Regions from separate parts of the Gossypium hirsutum genome. Here all the other regions are linked to region 4. A link is a contact called in public Hi-C data. All regions are on one chromosome and are shown on one strand. Each heading gives the region's core, a stretch centred on a gene start, on an enhancer-like site or on the middle of the called end of the contact. The rest is flanking DNA. Distances are from core to core; before and after follow the strand shown. Region 1 holds the start of LOC107926893 (U1 small nuclear ribonucleoprotein A). Region 2 holds the start of LOC107913032 (callose synthase 3). Region 3 holds the start of LOC107926277 (epoxide hydrolase A). Region 4 holds the start of LOC107893484 (RING-H2 finger protein ATL5).

Region 1 (2,700 bases), core at 137-2,636, 730 kb after region 4:
CGCTTGTGCTTGACACAAGGAAAAAAGCGCTGATGTGGAAGCGTTTTTCTGGGTTATCTCCTAAAAATGCGTCCATGTCAACGTATTTTTGTAGTTTTCGATCCATACCCGTTATTATTTTTAAAAATGGCCCATTTCTGTAAATAATTTAGGAAATAAGCCTTTATTGGTACTAAACACACTTATTAAAGTTTCAAATAAAAATTAAAAATTATCTCAGTTCAAATGGTAAATGAAAAAGTTTTATATGTATAGTGTCCATAGTTCAAATATCATTATGGATAATTTTTTATTGATTTATATAAAAAGACAAAAATACTCTCACAATCATATAATTTACTTTGGAAATAAGATAATTTTTTTAAATAATTCTCTAACTAAATTAAATTTTATTAATGAATAACACCAACTCAATAAAAAAAAATCATAGTGTTGCCAGCTACTCCACTTTGCCTTACCCAAATTTAATCCATTTTTATCAAAATCTCAAAACACTTGAATAGAGATTGCAATTGAATGACGTATTGATAATTGTCTTATCCACTTTAGTCCACTATTCTTACATGAATATCCAAATTTATCTTTATTTTTATTGATATCCACTACCTCTATAATCCTTTTACCATATTTAATTTTGTTTTGTAGTATTAATATATCAAATTAATTATTTTTCACATTGTTATATCATATTATAAGTTAAGCATGATCCAATATTTATTAGACCAAGGCATTCAACTTATTTAGCAGCTAATCAGAGAACACTTGACCTAACAACCACCTATCAATATTTGGTAATCTTGCCTAGAAGTATCCCCAACAATCAAGATTTTAGGGCCAACAAACTTACATATATAAACACGAGTTTGATTACGAAACTTCTCACCTTTTATCTTATTTCTAAATTTATATTTTATTGATATCAAATAGAATAATTACTTGTTAAAACATCAAAGTTAATTAGTTACTAATTTGAAAAAAAATATTACTTTACATTAATTACATATAATAAAATTATATTATACGTGACATTTATTTAAAATATTTTAATTATCATTTGAAAATTTTTCATCGTGATATTTGAATCAATAAATTAATGCATTTTAATTATACCCAAAAACGTTATTTTTAACGAATCATTGCAAATAATAGCATACTTTTTTTAAAAAATAATTAAATATTAGAATAAAAAATCATTTAGCTTGAAAGGAAAAAATAAAGCTTTTGATTTGATAATGAATTGATGTAAAATCTATGAAATTACTCAAAAAATTGACTTTCCAGACTTATTCCTACAGAGATTTGTGGATCCTAATTTGGGATGAGACTTGGACATGCTTATTATGTTGGTATCTTAATCTTAGAGATTAGTAGATGATTCTCGTATCTATCATTTTAATGGTTACTGTCAAAGCGAACCCTGCCCAAATACCCAAAGAGCATGGCCATTGGCCCTAATCGAGGAAAAGTGATCCATCTCAGCCCAATCTTATCTCAACCTTTCCGGATCTTCCCTGTCAACTCTTCTGCAACCGATTAGGGCAGTTTGACCCTAAAAAAAAAAAACCCAAGTTAAACCTCCGTTTTGCTCGTCTCACTCATTCATTGCTGCTTGATTGTGGTTAGAGCTTGAGCCAGGGGGAAACATGGCGGAGATTAGTCAGGATGAAGAAATTCCTCCCAATATGACATTATACATTAACAATCTCAACGAGAAGATCAAAATCGACCGTACTTATTTCAATTCTTTATTCAAATTAAAATGGATTTACATTGATTTTTTCTTCTTACTTTTTTTTTCCTTGAATGATGTTTGCAGAGTTGAAGAAATCGTTGCACGCTGTCTTTTCACAATTTGGGAAGATATTGGATGTGTTAGCATTTAAAACTCTGAAACATAAAGGTCAAGCTTGGGTTATTTTCGAGGATGTTACCTCCGCTACCAATGCTCTTGGGCGAATGCAGGGCTTTCCTTTTTACGACAAGGAAATGGTATACGCAGTATTTTTTTTTTCGAATTTTTTCTACCTCTGCATATTCGACAATTTTGTTTCTTCTGGGTTTTCAATTGATTTCTTTGTTCAGATTCTTCTTTTATATTTGACTATATTGGTTTGTTAGCCTTTTGTTGTTAGTGGAAAATGCATCAAATGACTGGGTTTCTTTTACTATGTCGAAAGTAAAAAAAAAATAAAAAATCAGAAGTATATGAAGTATTTATGGACACCAAAGTGGATTTTCTTTGTATTCCGGTGATTCATGTTAACTGTGTTCTCTGCTTCCATAAAGCATTAAAACCTTTGCTACTGTGAATAATGTATGTAACGTGCAATTATTTGCAGAGAATACAATATGCAAAGACTAAATCTGACATAATAGCAAAAGCAGATGGCTCTTTTGTCCCCCGAGAGAAGCGAAAGAGGCATGACGAAAAGGGTACTTTCCACTTTTTCTTTCACCTTTGGTTAGAAACGCTAACAATTGAGCAAGTAATATCGGTGTTGTTGCATGCCATTGTCTATGTATGTGCATGCAATTAGTATTGCTACAAATGTTGTTAATAATAGATTCTTTACTTCTACTTGGATTTATAGCCTTGAGTTTTTTAGACCTGCCTTCTAATTTTGCATGGCTTACTATTGAGATGTTGCTGATCAATTTGACATGCCCATTTAGATGCATTATAAATTGCCTTAATGTCAA
Region 2 (2,927 bases), core at 316-2,815, 610 kb before region 4:
AAAGTATGTTAAAAACATAAAATGTAGAATTTGATATATCAGCCCCAAAGCAAAACTAAGTATGTACGGATGTCAAACATACACTAAATTACCGCACTCTGAAAAGTATCATTTTAAGGTATTGAGGACATAAAACAGGAAAAAGTACTATTTCTTGACCATCTGGGCGAAATAACTCCAACACTAGAAAATTTCACAAACAGTTTGGTTCAGAGTTCCAATTCTTGCTACTTATTTTGTAACAGATAAAGGGGAACAAAATAAGGTCTTTTTTTTTTTCGAGATACTCCTAATATAGCAACAATAAGACCAAAAAATCCATTTTTAAACAATATATAATTGGAAATAACCCAAGAGCCAGCAAGGCATATGTTTCTAACCAGAGTAAGTATCATAACAAGAAAGTAATGCAAATAAAAGCAGTAGTACCACAAAATAATTAACACAGTGAAGTAGAAAACAGTGTGCACCAGTCAAGAAACAAAACCCTATGTATATCTTCATTGGCATGTGCAATAACACAGAATGTATATCCAGCAGTACACAATAAGTATTAACAAAGCTGGTTAGATTTCCTGTTATTCAGAACTGCTCCGGTATAAGGCTAGCTCATATTAACAGCTAGAAACAAACGCTATAATAATACGGCAAGTAACAGCATTAATCAAAAATCACATAAAAAACCCATAATCATATTAGGAAAGCAAACTAAAGCAAAAACTTACAGAGGTAAGCCACCCTTGGGTTGCTTGATTCAACCTCATTGGCAACACGGAGAATGGGTGCAATCTCGCTAAGAGAAGATGGCACCACCTCACTATCAAAAGCGGCCTCTCCGAGATTACCAGCAGTCTGTGTTCGTGTGATCCGCCTCATCGGCTGTGATTGATCTGACCCCCTGCTCGAGGACATTTTTGCCCTCGTCTTCCACCCAGAATCTCAACAGAAAAAAGGGAAAAAACACTCACTTCCCTGCAACATAAAAAAAAACATCATTTTCATCTTATACCATCCTTTTAGAAACATACAACATCAGAACCAAAATTTAACCCTAGCTCAACTTAAACACCCAGAAACCAAAAAAAGCAAAACAAAACGGGAAATTTTCAGAAGCCTAGAAAGCAAAAGCAAGTAAATCTGGCATTCAAACGAGAAGAAAAAGACTGGCGAGAGCAAAAAACTACAGTAACATCGAGTAAAAAACAGGCCAAGCAAAGTAAAACCTTAATCGAACATCATAAAATAAAGTAGCTGGGAAAAGAGAGTGAAGTACCAGGTCACTAGAAAGAAGATTTTAAGCTATTAAATCACCTGCATAGACAGGAACAGGGTAAACACTGAAACAGTAAAGGTAATGTGAGGAGAAAATTAGAAAGCAAAACTAGAAAGAGAGCTCACAGAGAGAAAAACCCTAAGAGAGAAGAGAAAACCAGATATAGAGAGGGAGAAACAGAAGGGCGGCTACTTTAAGCTACTTAGCATCAAAGGAAGCAAAAAAGAGAGTAAAGCTAAGAAAAAAACACAAGTTTACAACCCACAGCTATGGTCTCTTCCCTTCTATCTTTTTCCTTTTTTTTTTTTTTCCTTTTAACTGCTATTGGTGGAGTGAGGTGGGCAGAGAATGAGGTTTCAAGACTATTAAAATTACGAAATTGCCACTGTGTGGTTAAAGCATTTTGTTCTTTATTTTATTAATTACTTCTTTAATTCAATTAAAATACACGCTGCAAATTTTCTACTATTAAAAGAATCTCTACCAAGCTTTTGTTTACCTTAAATTCTTTTTAAATAACAGTTTTATTTAGTCAGCAGTTATAATTTTAAAATTGAAAGATAATAGAAAAGATATGTAAATTACCAACGGATAAATTTTTCATTAAATTTTATTTATACAAAAAGTTTCCTCTTAGCATATGTGAAAAAACAAATTCCACCATTTATATCAAGAAATAGTAAAAATATTATGAAAGTTTTTTTATTAAGAGTGAAATTATATTTTGTCTTCTTTATTTAAAAGATAAGTAAATTAGTCTTTATATTTCAAAAGAAGATACACATAAAATGTCATGCGTAAATGTTTAATTGTTTCGTCAGTCTTATTAATTTTTAACAACATAAATAAATTAATTTTTAACAAAAATAATAAATTTATTTTTTATTAATTTATGTAATTTTTAAATAAAATAAATAAAATACAATCTAATTTTTAATTCAAAAACCTACGTGATACTTTTATCATCATCAAATTGACAAATAACATCAAGGGTATTTCTAATAAATAAAATCAAATTTCAAGAAGAAGGTAAGATTCTTTACAATCTGAAGCAAAGTTATCGGGGAAACAGAAATAGTAATCATTTCAAATATATAGAAGGACCATTTTATCCTCAATAAACTCATTATTATTCAGTATTTATTATTATTTTATTTGATGTTTAGTGTTGAAAGGAAGAAATTGTAAATGAAAGAGACATGCATTTAAGTAACAGTGACTAATTCTCTAAGTTAGAGGAAGATAATCATGAAATATATTTTATTTTTATGAATCTCATAATTAAGAGATGAGATAAGTAATTATTATAATATGTATTGTAAATTCAGAATTTTCCCTCTTCATTAGGTGGCACTTAAAAGATTGGGTTGGTGGTAAACTAGAAGTTTGATTAAAAGAAAGGGATAAGCATTTTGAAAAGGAAAAATAGGTTTATAAGATCATATCCCACTGTTGGAGATGATTGTAGGTTTGCTTTGTCCTAACTCTGAAATTCCCATATAAGTTTTTTCCTAGCTAAACCCCATAATCACACACAAAAGTCCAGGCTCTTCTCAAAATGGGTTTAGCTATTACAACCCAGAAATAATAAATGGAAAGCTTTCGCTATTCTAAAGTAAAGTCGATTATTTAACCTAATATAATTATTATTTAC
Region 3 (2,700 bases), core at 158-2,657, 600 kb after region 4:
ACAAAAAAAAGGGTTATATGCCTACTTAAAAGAAAATTTTGGGTTGTATTTTTTAGGGAAAGACTCCAATTCAAATCTTAAAGGTGACATTCTTGAGAGAGATAACTATAAACCCAGAATAGATTAATCTTTATGAACTGTAAATTAGTCCTAAAAGATACATTGGTTAAAAAAAGTGAAAATATTTGGGTTTTTCTTAAAGCTTACAAGCTTAACTTTAAAAAGTATAAATCTAATTAAAAGTTTTAATTAAAAAAATTAAAATTAAAATATCATCACACTGGAGTAGAGATTTTTTTCTAGATCCACCTATAGTTTAAATTGTTGGTGGCATTGGAGCGAAAAAATGGTACGATGGATCGTGGTTGAATAACTTAAAAATTAGAAAAGATTTTGGTAGAGCAGAAGGACTGGTCTCAGTGAAGCACAGGGGCGTAGCTAGGGGGGCTGGCATGGGCCCTAGTCCCCCCTAAAATAGAAAATTCTATTTTAGGCCCTTGAAATTTTTTAAAAATTTTAAATTAATAAAGGTAAAATTGCACTTTGGCCTCCCTAAAATTATAAAAATTCAATTTAATCCTTTACAAATTATAAAAATATAAACTATAAAAAGTTAAAATTTCATCTGGCCCCCCCTAAAAAAATTTTCTGGCTTCACCCCTGTTGAAGCATGTCCAGATCAAAGATAAGAAAAGATTTCAGTGATGTAAAAAGACTGGTTCAGTGGAGCATGTTGTGAGAAGCATTTAAATCAAGTTTATTTCGTTGAAGCATGCGACTAAGATCATGTATGAAATCTTTATGTGGCAATCTTCTCCTTCAACTTATAATGGGTTGACCACCTCGATTCCACGACCCTATTCATCTAAATAATTCCATCTCTTAGAATTCTTAATATCAAGTAAGAAATTATTTATTGTATCTTCCTTAGTTGATATATGTTTAACCCACACTCTCTTATATGTTACAATGATAACAGTGACAAAGTTAAGGGTATTGAATTGGCTAATATTTATATGTGATAAGCTTGCTTAAAATAAATATATTTTTTCAATAAAATAATATCATAATATAGCTCAAACATACTAAACTTAAAGGAAAATATTTATTATATTGTTAGTGGAGTTTTTAAACTCTACAAGTAGAATTAGAGAATTGACAAGTATCTTATAGTGGTTTTAAAAAAATAAACATTTAAGAAAACATATAACAAATTTTTAAAATTATTTATGGAATAAAAAAATACGTTCCCAAATTAACATTCTTTAGTTAAATACCAAATTAACACTTCAACATGACAAATAAGGTGATATCAATATTTAATATTAGATTTAATTTGTAATAAAGTTTTTTCCCAAATTAACCCATCAGGTGATATGAATATCTAATATTACATTTAATTTGTAAAAAAGTTTTTGTTTTGAAATAATAATAACAGTTTTCAATCTTATCCTCATTTTGTAATTCTGTTTTTAGTGAAAGTGGTGGCAGTCCATTGTGAGGTGTGAACATTACAGTGTATCAAAATTTGGATTTCCCATCTTCGTCTTTCACTCTCTTTTTTTATTTATTTTATATCCAAAGCGTAAATCATAAGTAACAGCCAAAATCCCAAAACCAAAAACTCTATTTGAAGTTTAAACACACACACCACTCCACCCTTTGAGGCCAAAGCTATAAAGATGGAGAAGATTGAGCACACCACGGTGACCACCAACGGCATAAAGATGCATGTGGCATCCATTGGCTCCGGCCCAATAATCCTTTTCTTACACGGCTTCCCTGAGCTTTGGTACACCTGGCGCCGCCAGCTTCTTTCGCTCTCATCCCTTGGCTACCGTTGCGTCGCTCCCGATCTCCGTGGCTACGGTGACAGCGACGCCCCTCCATCGCCCGAATCATACACTGTTTTTCACGTTGTGGGGGATCTCGTAGGCCTCCTCGACGCCCTTGGTGTTGACAAGGTGTTCTTGGTGGGGCATGATTGGGGTGCGATGATTGCTTGGAATTTTTGCTTGTTCAGGCCTGATAGAATCAAGGCTTTGGTCAACTTGAGCGTTCCTTATCATCCTAGGAACCCCAAGGTGAAGACTGTGGATGGGTATAGAGCTTTGTTTGGTGACGATTTTTATATTTGCAGGTTTCAGGTGAATCACTTAACCTAGTTTATATTTTCTCTTCTATCTTCTGAATTGTCAATTTTTACAATGATGGGGAAGTGCAAAACAGCAGCTATGTTCAACACAATTTTAATAAACCATCTTCACAAATTACAGCTATCCAATCTATTTCACCCTTTTTTTAAGCCTTGTTTGATTGTTCTGCATGAGAGACTTGTTTGACTCACTTGGAGTATGTACATTTTGGGATAGTTAAGAAGCATAGATTTTGTGATTTGGGAATAATTGGGGCCCCTTATCTCTATTCTTGTGTAATGGGTTTTTAGCATTTAAGTTTCCTGCCCCACCCTCTGCCGTTCCAATTAATTTGGTCTCGGCATTTTAAGTTCATTTTGTTTTTCTTTTTTTTCTTTTTTTTGGAATAATTGCTAATCGAATTTATCATGATATCAGAACTCTCGAGTTCAAATCTTAACAATATCTGGTGAATCTCGTTCATCATTCCTCCGACTTACATGTTAGGGGACTTGTTGAAACTTTTTTAATAACAAGTAGACGTAGAGGTTGTCTAAGGATTGAA
Region 4 (2,858 bases), core at 64-2,563:
AAATTTTATAAATATATATATAAATATACTAAATTAAAATTTATATATTAAATTAAAGTTTATATATAATTTTGAGATTTATACTTTAAAAATTAAAATAATGAAGTAAAAAACTTGCGGCATGAATTAAAATGTCTAGTTGTGAGGGTAAATTGTTATTTAAGCCTAATTAAAAGATCTCATTATACAATTTTCAACCATGATCAGGCAACTAGCTGACGGTAGAGTAATTGGGTTAATCTCTCGAACAAATAGTAGCCACGTATAATGACAGAAACGCCAGCTGTTTCCCTAACTCTTGTCTTCGCTAACACCAATTCTTGTTTCTTTCCTTTTTCAGCGCTTTGACAGGGTTACAAAATCCAACTGCATTTTTCTGGAATTTCTACTGCTTTATACTATACACTCCAAATCCTTCTTATACCCAGGATCCGATAACCCGAACCCGATTCCACATGGAGTTCCAATGGTGACCTCCACAACAGTTCCCAGTCCCACTAGCTCTAGTCGTTTCATGGGGCAACTTTCCATCTCCAATGACGACGACGAAGACGACGAGGAAGAAGGAGGGAAAAAACTGTTCGCTTCAATATCGTCACCAGGAGGCAATGGTAGGGCTGTTTCAGATACTATAGCGGCGGTCTGCTCTAATGTTTTCGGCGGGTTGACCGGAATAACAGCCTGGATCGGAGCTCTACACATTGGGCAGTTAGAGTGACTATAAAACCACATGTCGATACAGTCAACGTGGAAGGTGTGATTGCACTTAGGCAATACGCGGGCTTTCTCGTCATCCTCGAATTCAGACAAGCAAACGGCGCATTCCAGCGGAGGGAAATAACTTGCTTTAGTGGTGTAAACAATAGTAGGGATCGTTCTAATGACGGAAGAATCCAAACCCTTGGAAGCACCGGTGGTGGAAGAAGTAGTACCGGCAGTGGAAATGGAGAGCAATCGCTGAGCACGACGGCGCATGTGACGGCGACGGATATCGCGGAAGAGGATACGCACGTAGCTGTGGAAGCAGAGTACGGTAAGTAATAGAATGAAGAGAACGACGCCAGTGCAGAGCATTACTTTGCCATTAAGAGCATAATGAAGATGTTTCCCTTGTAAATCCATATATCTATCCATGAAAGAAATTAAGGAAAAATTATGGAGATAAGAAGGGAGAGAGGGAAAGGAAGAGGAAGGTTCCTATATAGAAAGTAGAAAAACCCTGACGAGTTTTTATTATTGAATCAGCTGTAGCAGAGCTCTGCTTTGCCTTTGTTTGTGTTTGCCCTGTGCCTCTGTCTTCGTATCATATTTATACACTGATGGTTACAATTATGATGTTTTTTATTTTACATAAGATTATAATAAATTTAAATAAAAGTTATCGTATAAAATATAATTTTTTTCACCCGGTGACAAATTCTAAAATTTATACAATAATTGTAACAATTATGATTCTTTTATAAAAGTTTATCATATAATTTTATGAGAATAACTTATGATTTTAAAAATTAAAATTTATATGCACTAATAAAATTTTATCACATCATTAAATTTTAAAGATATTAAATTATTATTATACACTCAATCCATAGAGAAATTATTTTATGGATTCTTCCTACTATATTATTTACTATCATTTTTCAATTATTTAATGATATTTTAATAATTTTTTTCATGTCATTAATACATAATTTTAGTAATTTTTTACCATGAACTCTTAATCTAAAATTTTGAATCTTGAACCCAAAACTTAAAATATCAAACCCTAAATCCAAAGCTCAAATCCATAATTTCAAACCCTAAATCCTAAATTCATTACCCATAACTCTAAACCCTTAAACCTGAACTTTAAACTCAAACCTTAAACCTCATGATTCAAGGTTCAAGGTTTAAAGTTCAAAGTTTGAGTTCAAGATTTAGAGTTTAGGATTAAAAAATTACCAATATTATGTGTCAATGACATTGAAAAATTGCACAAAAATTACTAATTTTTTTTTAAATTGGTTGCACAAAAAAATATTAACTTATGGAAAAAAATAAAATGATTAAAATTTGTAAAAGAAGAAAAGATGCTTGTTTATAATTTAAAAATTAATTATTTTAAGTAATTTAATTAGAGTTAAATTAAGTTGGAGAATATATTAGATATAGATGAGTGTATAAAAATTGTTATTTTTAAAATTTAATGACATGATATTATTTTATTAGTGTTTAAATTTTTTAATTTTTAAGATGATACTAATATAATTTATTACCTAATATTATAATTATTCTCATTAAAATATTTTTAATTATTTTAAAATCAATTATAACTCTATTGTATTTACTTGTAGCACAATTTCCATACAGTTTTCCCAAAATAGGCAAGTTACGGCTTGGAGGGTCTAAAATGGTGTCTACTGGTGGAGCGAACTTTACCGTATCGAAAGGGCAAACATTAAATTTTGTGCGACTGTAGGTGGCCATCAATTTACAGTTTAACGGCGAAACTATAACATTCATATCTAACTGAAGTCAAAGGTGGTGTGTTAACTAGTCAGTGACATAATTTGGATATTTTAAATCTTTATTACTATCAAGTTTGGTGCCAGGGTGAAACTAGCTGTGGCACGGGTACCTAAAATGAAATATTTTTTTTAAATTAATAAAAATAAAATTATATTTTGACTCTATTAAAAATATAAAAAATTTAATTTAATCTTTTAAAAATTATAAAGATATAAACTATTAAAATGGTAAAATTATATTTTTTCTATTGTAAAAATTACAATTTAATTTTGACCCCCTAATTTTTTTTCATTTTTCCCCTATTTGGTGATTAAATATGAATAACTTTCTCTTCTTAAAAAAATATTAAG

Evidence for each region. Hi-C and Micro-C count contacts between places; a contact is called where the count stands out from the background.
Region 1: a Hi-C map of leaf shows a contact between it and region 4, with 2.9 times the contacts expected there. The contact joins the promoter of LOC107926893 here to the promoter of LOC107893484 in region 4. A contact is called at or near these places in 4 of 34 Hi-C or Micro-C datasets (all in leaf).
Region 2: a Hi-C map of leaf shows a contact between it and region 4, with 2.7 times the contacts expected there. The contact joins the promoter of LOC107913032 here to the promoter of LOC107893484 in region 4. A contact is called at or near these places in 2 of 34 Hi-C or Micro-C datasets (both in leaf).
Region 3: a contact with region 4 is called in a Hi-C map of leaf, with 2.7 times the contacts expected there. The contact joins the promoter of LOC107926277 here to the promoter of LOC107893484 in region 4. A contact is called at or near these places in 7 of 34 Hi-C or Micro-C datasets (hypocotyl, leaf and seedling).

What each region holds. Positions count from the first base shown.
Region 1 is chrA08:17,071,668-17,074,367 of Gossypium_hirsutum_v2.1, reverse strand. It overlaps LOC107926893 (U1 small nuclear ribonucleoprotein A), which reads left to right and starts at 1,386. Exons shown (of 5, transcript XM_016857870.2): 1 at 1,386-1,728; 2 at 1,817-1,989; 3 at 2,340-2,433. The coding sequence starts at 1,644.
Region 2 is chrA08:18,418,019-18,420,945 of Gossypium_hirsutum_v2.1, reverse strand. It overlaps LOC107913032 (callose synthase 3), which reads right to left and starts at 1,565. Exons shown (of 45, transcript XM_016841505.2): 1 at 1,399-1,565; 2 at 1,274-1,311; 3 at 726-972. The coding sequence starts at 912.
Region 3 is chrA08:17,207,439-17,210,138 of Gossypium_hirsutum_v2.1, reverse strand. It overlaps LOC107926277 (epoxide hydrolase A), which reads left to right and starts at 1,407. Exons shown (of 3, transcript XM_016857130.2): 1 at 1,407-2,147. The coding sequence starts at 1,683.
Region 4 is chrA08:17,803,029-17,805,886 of Gossypium_hirsutum_v2.1, reverse strand. LOC107893484 (RING-H2 finger protein ATL5) reads right to left here and starts at 1,313. Exons shown (of 1, transcript XM_016818524.2): 1 at 123-1,313. The coding sequence starts at 1,134. The coding sequence ends at 394.